Linked DNA regions of Mus musculus: region 2 is linked to region 1. The links are chromatin contacts, called in public Hi-C maps. All regions are on one chromosome and are shown on one strand. Each heading gives the region's core, a stretch centred on a gene start, on an enhancer-like site or on the middle of the called end of the contact. The rest is flanking DNA. Distances are from core to core; before and after follow the strand shown.

Region 1 (6,320 bases), core at 3,015-5,514:
TGGATTCAGTTGCTAGACATCTGGTTACAATCTTGATCTTGGCATTGTCATTATCCTTGGAGCATCTCCTGTCTCAATGCTGTGTAAAAATTGTTTTTACCACCTCGGACTTGTTAATAAAGAGCTGACTCATCCAGAAGCTGATGGGGAGAGAGAAGGCAGGACTGCCAGTCCTAGTGAGAGTGTTCTCTTGTGGGAAACAGAGCAGAGAGAGGAACTCTCCATGGAAGATTCACCCAATGAAAGTGGACACGAGCACCTGGCCAGGGCAGTGACCAGGAGGAGACTGATGGACCAGGAGCAGCCAGGACAAGACTAGTATGGGACACACAGTCAAGAAGTAGACAGCTGTAGAGGGTTAGAATATATACATATCTGTCCAGTGGTGTGCTTAAAGCTTGTTAATCAAAACAAAGTTTTCATGTATTTTTTGAGAGATAAAAGGGGTAATAGAAACCCCCCCCCCCAAATTACTTATACAGATCTGAATATATAGGACCAAAAGCTAGAGAGAAAACCCTCTTTCCAGTTTCTGTCCCTCTCTTCTAGTCTGGCTGTCCCCACAGAGCCTCCATTAGTGCAATTTTTATTGGAAACTTCTCCTTTGCCATCCAGATTCTCACTCAGAGTAGCACAGTTTTGGGAGGTTTGGAATATAACTTCCCATGTTGCTGTAGTAGTTGATGGCTAAATACAAAGGGCACAGGATAGAAAGACACTAACATTGGGGAATGTAAAAAAAAAAAAAAAAAAAAAAAAAAAAAAAAAACAACCAACAACAAAAAAAAAAAAACCTTAAGTGTCTGAGACAGGCTGAGACTAGATGATCCCCGAGGTCAACACTGAGACACTTTCTAAATAGAAAATTATTTTACTGTTGGATTCTCAATTTTCAAGTATTTGGAGTTTTCTCAGGCCAATGTCACATGGGATCCAGTCTCTATATCTTTCTACCCGCTGTTGTTTGTCACAATCCTTCTGTGACCCTTGAGACCTGGAGAAGGAAGCAGAAATATCACTACCAGACTCAACTTACAAGGAAACTCCAGTTCCAAAGGATTAGAGATTTGGAGAAATATTCAAATTTATAGTTTTAGTACAAAGTTCAGGCCATCTAGTGTATTGTCAAGACTTTAAAATTTACCAAAGGCAGAATATGGGACCTTTGGTGGAAGAAGAGGCATAAAATATCCACTTCTTCCTCTTCAGACAAAGACCACAATTGACCTGAAGAATTTTTATGACCAAAGTAGGATCTTGCCTCATTCCTGAAGATGGTACTCCATTCAGCCACTACCAAAAAAGAATACATAAGTTCTGTCTTCAAGCTAGTATTACATGATATTAAGGCCCATTTTAACTTTTAATTATTTGACTTTTTATTCCTGATGATGATCCTATTGAATCCAACTCAGGGTTTTCAGTAGCTGATGATATTCTAAGCATCATGGATTATTCACTAATCAGTGTATAAAATATGTGTCCTGGAGTCTTATTTCTAGTGTCCTGGTGCAGCTAATAGGCAGCTATGCAAGTAGCAGAATAGAAGCTGAGTTTCAATGCATAATAAAATCTACGAGAAGAACAGAAGAGACAGAATGCAATGTTTATTGGGGATGAGGGGCCTTTTGTAAAACAAAGCTGGAATCTCGATAAACAGCATGTGTTTTAAGTAGAACTTCACGTAGATGAAATGAAAGAAGCATATTCAATGTTGAAAAGTGTGTAAGAAAAATGTGTCCAGGCTCAGAGAAAACTGAATGCATCCCAGAATTAACTCTTGGAGGCAAAGAGTAGATTTTACCTTGGATGTTCCAATAAATGGACATGGTTGGAATGAGATGGAGACTCATTAATAATAATTATGTGCATAATGAATACTTCTTATTATAAAGTTTGTGTCTGAAAGGGGGGATGGAGAGACACAGAACAGAAAATCTGAGCTCTGCTTTTCATTCTGCTGTTTTCTTGTATTTAAAGTGCCAATCTTGATAAATCTGGAGCAGTGAGTGGAGCAGATGCCTCAGGACACAAATTACTTGATGAATTAGTAAGGTCTGCTCAAAGAGAACAGTGAGCATTTCACAACCATTGCCCAGTTTCCCACCTCTAGAAACGCCTTTTCCAAGGTTCCTGAACTCCATATTCTATAATTCCTAGGATAGCTTCTGGATTTTCTGGATTACCCCCACAAAATATTGGGTGGAAGAAATAAAACCACCATTCCATGTCAAAAAGAAAACATATTCACAATACTGGCAACAAGAAAAGGAAACTCCTGGCTATGGTCTGGCATTTTGAGATACATTCTGAATAATTCTTGGTTCCAGCAACATTCTTTCCTGGCCATCAGCCATGGTAAAATCAGTCCCTTCTGGTCCATTACAAATTAAATAATCATAACTCTATTCATCAGGAAAATATACACAGAAGGGATGCATAAGCCAGTAATTAGTATGATGACTCCCAGCCTTGTGTTGACTAACTCTAAAGACTTTGTGGTGACTGTTTCACTTGAGACTCTGAACATCACTGTGGCAAGCAAAGCCTTCCAGCTTCTGCTTGACTGTACACTTCTAGTGTAATAATAATTCAAATGGCTCCATTGGGAGTAGATACATCCTAGCATATTGTAGAAGGTCTAGAGCTACTAAGGGTATAAGATATTACCAGTGGTTACTGTAATGAATGACTTACTGCACACATACAGCATGTTTCAACCATTATTGTACATAGAAAGTGGCCTTCCAGGACATGGACTTTTTCATTGTGTGCATCTGTGAAAAATGTGAAAATTATAACAGGGTTAAACTAGTCTCTGTTATAATGAACTATATAATAGGAAGTGACCAACCATAAGGGCATTCTGCTTAGGCTTTCACATCTTGCCACTGTGGCAAGATGAATTTTCAGATGCTGAGATTATAGTTTGTGAGAGACTTCTGAAGCCAGGCTAGGGGGTCTACTGCTGACAATCCATTATGCCTTGCTTACTGTTCATGCCTGATTTGAAATGTTTTCACTATATTGTCTTTTGTCCCTTCCAAATGCTACCATTTTGTTTATTTAAATATGTCTTCTCTTGGCTAATGTAACATCCTCCATTGGGAATTCTGTCTTAAAAGGTGACCCACAGCCTAGGTAACGTCACCAGCCCCTGATTTACATGTTTAAACAAATTATAGCATGTTTACCTGAGAGAAACCAAAATGTGATTCATAATTTGACTCCTGGGTATTTTCAATGCACATGTATTCTCTGACCATACTACTTTCTTAATAAAACATGCTTTGTTTACACTTCGTATCATGATGGACTTGCATACTTACTGAGTGCATATTCACGTTACGCATCTTAGTGTAAATGGGAATGATTGCAACGCTGATCTATCTTACTACTCAGGACCTCCAGAGTCACTAGCATAACAAGTCATAATAATACTAACTAGAATTCTCTGAAGAATTGAAAAGATGGAATGAGTGTATATTACAGAAATGATCTCTTTGAGTAGGTTATACTGTCTGGGCTATATGGTCTTAACAATGGCTGTTTGTGTGTCAGAGAGGCTAAGAACTCAGTAGCTACTCAGTCTATAAGCAGAATGAATCTGGTGATGTAGGGTTGGAGGATTCTTAGAGAGACGCTGTTTTTCAGCACATGTTGGGGGCTAATCAGACCTTAGATGCAATACAATATTCTCTTTATTCAACTAGGTAAAACCCAAAAGTGACTGTGTTTTACTCCAGGACACATAGTTCGGATTGGTAAAGCTATAGTTCTGATATAGATATGAAACATGGGAGACCCGGGAAGAGGTTACTCAGGCAGGAAAATCAGACTTGGTAAGGAAATAGTGAATATTTTTTTGTGCTTTTGCTGTCTTCAAAATACATTTTAAAAACTCACTGCTACTTAGAAGTACCATATGTTAGTCTAGGAGCATTATTTCCACATATTTTATAATTTCAGTAGGTGCTACAAGTGAAATAAATAAAATGAAAGGGATTTGGAAGTCAGAAAGGTTAACTGCATCTGGGTAAAGGACATGATTCTTCATCAGTATCTTTCTTAAAATAGAAGATAGAAGCATTCTACAAAAGGGTGCTATAAGGATTAAATATGTGATAAAAGCCCCTAAATATATTTGTCCTCCGTGCCATCACTAGGAACAGGGAAGATGCCATCCGTGATCTGTCAAGTCCTGTTCTCTCTTGTCAGTTTAAGCTTCAGTTTTCCTGAACGCTTAAGTGGGGTGCAGTGCCAGTTCTTCCCACATGATGGAGATGCAGGGCCACAAAAAGGGTTGAGAAGAATGTATTTATGAAGCATGCTTTAGGCGAACCAGAAAGTAAAGATTCTCCAGACCACAGGCCATAGTTACTTGAGGGGCCACAAGCAGATAACCTTAGATCAAACACAGGTGCTGTCATTCTGTAGCTCTGCTTGACTCAAAATTCTTCTCAAGGTGTAGCTGATGAAGCAATGAACATTCTAAATTATACTTACTTTAAACATGTAAGAGGATGTTTATGTTTCTGTCCTCCTGTGTCCCTGTTTTCTTTCTGTCTGGATTATGTCTATGCTTAAGAAACAGTTGCTTGAAGCTTGTTATCCAATGTGTTAGTTGGAGGGATAAATGTTTGGGTGCTGTTGTGTGCACCTGTAAGAAAAGGTGAAGAGTGGGAAGGGACACCAGTCCAATGCCCAGCCATACATGCCACCTCCTCAGTGTTCTGCTCAACTGTAAAATTTTTGAGGAGCCTTTGTGTCTGGGCAAACGAGAGATTGTATATGTATGCATTATGTGTGTAGTTATGCTAAACGTGTTATTTTATGTGCAGTAATGTGTGCATTGAGTATGTGCATGTGAGACTGGGTGTGCATAGTTGCATCTTGCCTATGATCATATGTCATTAAGCGGGCCTGGATGTCTGTATAGATTAAGCACATATAGAATTACTGTGTGCATGTGTGTTTGGATTATGCTCATGTGTGATTCTGACTCATGCTTCTGTGTGTTCTGTATGTATGAGCATGATTATACACATACACATATTTGATCATGTGTACATGAGTATTATGCACATTGGGTCAGCTCCTGTGATGCTGTATACATGTATGTGTCTCACTGTCCAGTTCCCATCCTCTTGCAAGAGATCACCTCAGTTTCTATCATAGTTCTATTGCTCCAAAACACAAACTATGTGGAACAGAAAGAGGTTAGGCTGAGAAATGATAAGTCTTCCAAGAAGAGAAAGAACGAGTGCAGGAGAATCCTTGCTTTGAGTGTGCCTGTGGTATGTGCATGAGGTGTTAAAAATACTATGGGAAGCAGTCCTAGAGGGGAGTGATGCTGATTAGATAGCCATCCTTCATCAGGAAATTTCTAAGCAAGAATCTACGTTCCATATCTGGAGAGGAAAACATAAGGTCCATGACCAGAAGATGGTGGTGCTGAAGAAGAGATGGTGTGTGTGTGTGTGTGTGTATGTGTGTGTGTGTGTGTGTGTGTGTGTGTGTGTGTGTGCATTTTTTTTTGTTTCTATGCGCATTCACGTAAGCATAAATTGTGCCCGTTTTCCATTTTATTTTACAAAGACAGAACTCAAATTTTAAGTCACAATTGATTTCCAGAAATCATTATTTCTAAACACTCCCAGTCAAATTCCCCATTCCTTTATATCTTTAGTATTTGGATGAAATTACTTTGTGTTCTTAATCTTACATGATGACAGAAAGGACTGTTCAAATGTTCCACTGGCTTAGACATTCCAGGCATGGGTTGTCTCTTTCTACTCTCTCCCCTTAGCTACCTGTGGCCTTATCCCTTCTTTCATGCCATATATTGTCCCCCAGTATAGGGAGACAAGGTAGTAATCTCTATTTGATTTTTTCTATTTCTTACTTATGATGCGACTAAGAAACATTTTCCCACATATTCATATTTGTAAAGACTATTTTCAAAGACATGCATGCTGGAGAGACTGTGTGGGTGGGATTTGAGGGAGAATGTGTTATGATTTTTTTGTTACCATAATTATTTACTAACCTTTTATTCAAGGACTGTGATGGAAGATCGACAAAACAACTCCCATCCTCTAATCAATTATTGCTGGAAGACAATAAATATCTATTCAGTGTTTCCTTTGTGTTCTCGGAGAGAAGGATATATTGATTGCCTTTAAAGTTGGGGCCTCTCCAAAGACACCAGGTAGGCAGTCACAACTGGTTTTGCTAATCCAATAATCTTTGTGAGCCTAGTTTACATGAAGACAACAGCAATAAGAATAAAAATAGTAATTTACTTTGGTACTAGCTGT
Region 2 (5,662 bases), core at 785-3,284, 2.1 Mb after region 1:
AAATGCTAATGTAACGTTAGCTCAATATCACCATTGCTGCTGGGATTATCTAATAGGCCCCAGTAGCTAGTTGAATGGGTAGATGGTGGATGGAAAGAGAAGAAATTATAATTTTTATCCTAAAGTTACTCAGATACAGAACTTTGGAGAAAGACAAGGTTTTATAATGGTAAAATATATTAAAAACAGTAAGTCTGACAATAGAAATTATTTTCTTCAGGTCTATTTCCTAATGTGTACAATGACAAAACCACATGAGTCCATAAATTGTCTCATAAAAAGTCAACCAGGGCGTCAGTGGTTAAGAGCACTTTTGCTGGTCATGTAGAGTATCCAGGTCCAGTTTCCAGTGCTCACATGAGGCTCATAACCATTTAAAACTCCTGTTTCAGAGAATTTGATGCCTCAGTTTGGCCTCCATGGGCACCAGGCATACATATTTTACATAGACATACATATAGATAAAACAAACACAAAATAAAAATAAATAACTCTTTAAAAAAAACTCAATGTAATAACATTGGAAGACATATTGTAAAATTGAAAGACTATAAAAAGACAGTAGGCATCTGCAGATATTATTTATTGTCATTCTCATAAGAAATAATGTCATGGTTCTTTTGCTTCTTTGTCTGAGAAATGAAATGAAAAACAGGTTCTGGCTCTCGTGGAATAACATGAAAACCATATTCACATGGGTTTCTAAGTGATTGAAACTGCTATAACCTCCAAATATGAGAAGGCTGATCTGCTTTCCATCCAGAAGATTTTATGCCTTGTTTGTTTATTGTACCTAATAATTCAGTAGATATAATTTATAGGTATTTTTCAAAAAACGTGTATACTTTACCATTTTAATATATAGAGACACAAGGAATATTAATGAGTGAGTAAAAGGACTTCATGAACTGACTTTGATCTTTAGTTTATATGTACACGCGTGAACACACACACACACACACACACACACACACACACACACACACACAGAATATTACATGGTACCACACCAACCAGAGCACTCCACACTGCATCACATACCAGACACAAAACTCCAACACTGTGCAGGGTAGTAACAAAATAATTGCTGAGACTTTCTGACTAGCACATCCAGCTGAATTAGAGAGCTCCATGTTCAGTTAGAAACCTCATCGCAGGAGAATAAGGCAGAGAGTGAAAGAACAGGATGCTTGATATCCTCCTCTGACCTCCACATGTAGATGGGTGTCCAAGCATGAACACTCCCACACTCACACACATGATCGAAAATCATACATTACCAACAGCATACAGTGTAGGAGCAATAGGAAAAAAATAATCAATAGAAAAAGAAGTCAGTTACAATGTCACATCATAGTGATTCTATGCAGTCTTGAACACTGGAGGAGGTGAAATTCCAACATCTTTGAGGATGCTTCTATTCAAAAGACAAAAGCAAATCACAGCCAAGAGGAAGGCAGTCAATGCAGCTACAGGGTAGCTGTTGCTTAATGTTTTCTGTAAAACGTAGAGACTGGGAATTCACTGTAAGTCACAAGTATCTGTCATGGTTTTCTAGGGAGACAAAGGCAGAAGATTTTGAGCGGTGTCCTCCAAACACACCCTCAGGAGAGTCTGCCTGGCTCTAGGCAGACTGGTTCTACATGAAAGCAACATTAAATAAAGTAACTGCATGAGGGCCAACCCCATTATAATGTAGGTACTCTCTATTCTGTTGGTTTGAATTCATCCAAAGAAACATCTCAGAATATTTTATAGACACTTTACGTCTAATAAATGTTTGTTGAAAGCATGATTGATGGCAGCTGCAGGATGTTTGCATTTGTTTACTCCAGGATGGCTTATCCTTTTCAGTTGCATTAAGTAATCACTTAGAAATGGAATAAAAAGGAAGCCTCAGAGTTTCAGTGTGATGGAGAACTATGAAACTGCTTCAGATATTGTTAGCAGCAAATTATCCCTGGAGATGAACAAGGGGAATCACAGAGGAGGAGGCTACGGAGATGAAATCATTGCACTGAGAAGAGAAGCGAGAGAATTTCTCTTGCCTGCTGTTTCCATTCTCTCCCACAGATCCCCAGCCAGCTCAAGGAAAGGTGAACCCAAGGGCACATGTGAAGTAGAAATGATGCATTTTAACGAGCATGGGTGTCAGTGCCAAAACCCTGCCTGCATTCATGCCCCAGAATGTAAGTGGGAGGGCAGTTGAGGAGCCATGGCATCCAAGAGAATCTTTCAGAGCATTCTGGCTCAGAAAGGGCAAAAGGAGAAAAACAAGAAAAAAATGAATAAAAAGAAAGAACTGTCGCTGAAAACGTGATTATGAACAGTGCCGTTCTCATTATAGCGGGGGACTTTGACTTAAGTGTAAAGAATAAAATAATCTTTGCTTAGAATTTGCATATCCCTTTTCCAAAGTGCATTCACATAAGTCATGATAATTTAAAAATTTATTGTGTATGTTCATTTGTGCCACAACATAAATGTGGAGGTCATAAGGCAGCTTGCATGACTTGGATCTCTCGCTACAGTTTGTGGATTCTTGATATAGGTCTCAGGGCTTTAGACTGGGTAGCAAGTGCCTCAACCCACAGAACCATCTCACTAGCCTAAATTTTGATATCTTTATTTTGTAGCATTCCAAGAGCAGGTCTGTAAGCCCGTAAAGGAACAAAGGTAGAAGAAATGAGAGTGTCTACACCGGGGAACACATACTGAAATGGAGCTTATCTTCTCCTTGAGTCAGAACTGAAGAAGCAAAAACACAGATCTATGAAGAAGCCACAGGGAACGACACAGCTTTCTAAGCAATAGACCATACCCAGAAACACAAGTGGAATTCTTCACATTGTTAGCAAACACTAGGACACATACAGGTGGTGGGAATTAATATTGGGATAGAAATCTTAAAAACCTACTTACTTTGTTTCTTAATGATCAACTGGCATTTGGGGAAAACCTATGAGTTCTTGCCCACCTGCTTCCTGCTTTGCCATAGAGAATCTAAACATCTAAATGTGAGAGTAGGAGAGCTTTTAAAGAAACCACCCAAAGCATTGGTATCATATTACTATGGAAGATCTCTAGGCTCAAAAGGCAAAGGGAGTGTCTTCAAAGTTACAGCACTGTCCGTGGCATACAGGGTGAGATAAGGACAGAATGGAGGTTCAGCATGCCTCACAATTAAAATTCCTCTTCCTCCCATTACTGAGATGTATGGGTTATATAGAACACCCAGTTTTTTTCAAGTATCCATTACCATTTATGTTATCCTCCCAAAAACCTGGAAGAAAGAAAAAAAAAAATGCTAGACTCATCATAGAAGAAACTAGGAATCAGGGAACTAGGGCCAACTGGGCAAATCTGCACCAGAACAGCACAGGACATCGAGATTCTCTGATGATCCTCTCCTCTTCTGTGTTGTACTCAACATACCAAGGAAGGAAAGAATTTGCTTTCCCAAATGTGTTATAAGAACACCATGCTATACACCATTGGACAAATAGACAATACCAAAAATAAGCTGACAGAGCAAACCAGATGGTTCCATTGATAGAGTGCATGCATGTGATGATTTAAGGTCTATCCCAAAGTAACCATGTGAAAATCTCAGTGAAATGCGTACATGTCTAATCCCAGTCCTGGAAAACACTAGGACATTGTTAAGCTCAAGGTTCCATGAGAGACAATGACTCAAAGTATAAAATAGAATGTGGTTGAGGAAGATACCCAGAAATCATGACTGACCTTTATATTCACACCCACGCGTATGCACAAATTCTCACAGTCATACATGCACATACTTACATAAACAGTTGGAGATAACACATACACATGCACACGCACAGGCACACACACACGTACACACACATACACGCTCACAGAGTAGATGCTTATTGCCTTACATATCTAAACAGAGGTTAGATAAAGGTATTCTCTTGAAGGTATTATGGCACAGTAAATAGGGACAGACTTTATAGCTAGATTAATCTGCCTGCAGACACAGCATGAAGCTGTTCATTAGCTAAGAAATTGTGGGCACCTCTCTCACAATCTCCTAACTTTATCAGTGCAGTAGAAATATCAGGATGTACCTTGCAGGACTGCTGGAAGGAGTAGACATAATGAATCCAATTAATCTGGCAGTAGTAGCTACTCAATAAACTTTAGCTTTTTATCCTTTGGCAAGGATTCTAAAAGAGGAGTTTGTCGCATAACACATAACTTTTAATGGATATTTTAAATGATCTTAATATGCCTATGGGCTCCAGGGATTTACACAAACTGCATATAAATAAAATATTTAAAATTCGGTTTACTCGATTTGCCTCTCCACTGATTTCCAAAGCATCCATTGTGAAAGCATGACTCATAACTAAATATAGATTAATAAAACTTTGGAGCAGCAATTATTTTCCAATTATCACAGATCCCATTAAACATTGCAATTATATGACTTTTTTCTTTCAGATCACAAAATTTGAGAGCACTGAAGGACCACAAAGAATGTCTTCATCATTGCCATCAATCTTGAGATGGAAATGTGAAGAGTCTAAGAAAGGAGATCGCCCCAGAGACAATCAACCTGTAGTAGAAAAGCTGGTCTGGGGAAAAAAAAAGTTTTGTTTGTCCAGGTCTCTTTTCATTTTCCTCTCCTCTAGCCCATCTTCTTAGGAGAAAAACAAACATTTTCCAAAGTGTATACTACTGTACTGATTTACCAACTTCTTCCTTATTAAAATGTTGTGGGTTTAATGAGTATTTTCTGCCATATCATACCTGCCTCCAAATACAAATTCTCACTTATCCCTCTCTTTTGTTGTCTTAAATCAAATCCTTCCATGTCTCTGCTTTCAACTAGCTTTTCTTAAACTCATTTTCTAGACCTCCAGAAAGTTTCTGGTCCTATACTGAGAAATAGGGAATCTGAAATCATACTTTACTAAATATAACCAAATTCCTTAAAAGCCATTTAATTTATAAGTTGAAATTTTAACCCACATATTATATTTGTTTCATGACTTGTTACACAAATAAAATTTCATTGGAATTCACCTCCAAGTTTTGTTTAGATCTACATTGCCTTTGGCTGCTATTGAACAACATAGAGAAATACACAAATACACAAATACTACTACTACTACTACTACTACTACTACTACTACTACTACTACTACTACTACTAAAACCAAGAGCCATCCTACCTGAAATTCTTTCTATTTGGTCCTTGATAAAAACAATCTGGAGTTAAATTACTTATTTTACAGAAAGAACCAAGGATACGAGATTAGGTTATAGACTGAGCAAGAGATCAGTACATTCCTTAAAATTTTTTTGCTGTTTTTGTTTGTGGTTTTGTTTTAATTTTCTGGCAAAAGTAATCACCTGTCTTTAAAAATGTTTTTAAAACTTTGGGACTACATAGAATATAAAAACAAAGATGTTTCATACACACACACACACACACACACACACACACAAACAATTTTATGCTTTTCCCCATTGTTTTGTGTTGGGTCCAGCATTGTCTTGGTAGGGACAGAATGACTTTATTCCTGTCCCTGGAATAGGGCCAGCAGACATCGACCTCCACTGCTGTGAGCATAGGGCTTATTGATATAATAATGCATATATTTTACATTCCTCCTTTAAGGAATGTTCC

Evidence for each region. A called contact is a pair of places that touch in the nucleus more often than the background predicts.
Region 2: a Hi-C map of cerebellum shows a contact between it and region 1, with 2.8 times the contacts expected there. The contact joins two enhancer-like sites. A contact is called at or near these places in 1 of 15 datasets of contacts at CTCF or cohesin (pro-B cells), 25 of 484 Hi-C or Micro-C datasets (the 3T3-L1 cell line, the Ba/F3 cell line, the C10 cell line and 18 more) and 1 of 115 datasets of contacts at active chromatin or transcription factors (astrocytes).

Annotation. Positions count from the first base shown.
Region 1 is chr4:66,764,652-66,770,971 of GRCm38.p6, forward strand. No RefSeq gene overlaps it. Among named protein-coding and RNA genes, the nearest start is that of Tlr4, 60 kb to the right of the region's middle. Within about 2 kb of position 4,265, at least 26 of the 459 cell types and tissues checked have an H3K27ac peak or open chromatin away from gene starts, as enhancers often do. A contact at or near this core is called in cerebellum, where this site is marked.
Region 2 is chr4:68,847,792-68,853,453 of GRCm38.p6, forward strand. The region is part of intron 2 of Brinp1 (bone morphogenic protein/retinoic acid inducible neural specific 1); the gene reads right to left. Among named protein-coding and RNA genes, the nearest start is that of Brinp1, 100 kb to the right of the region's middle. Within about 2 kb of position 2,035, at least 16 of the 459 cell types and tissues checked have an H3K27ac peak or open chromatin away from gene starts, as enhancers often do. A contact at or near this core is called in cerebellum, where this site is marked.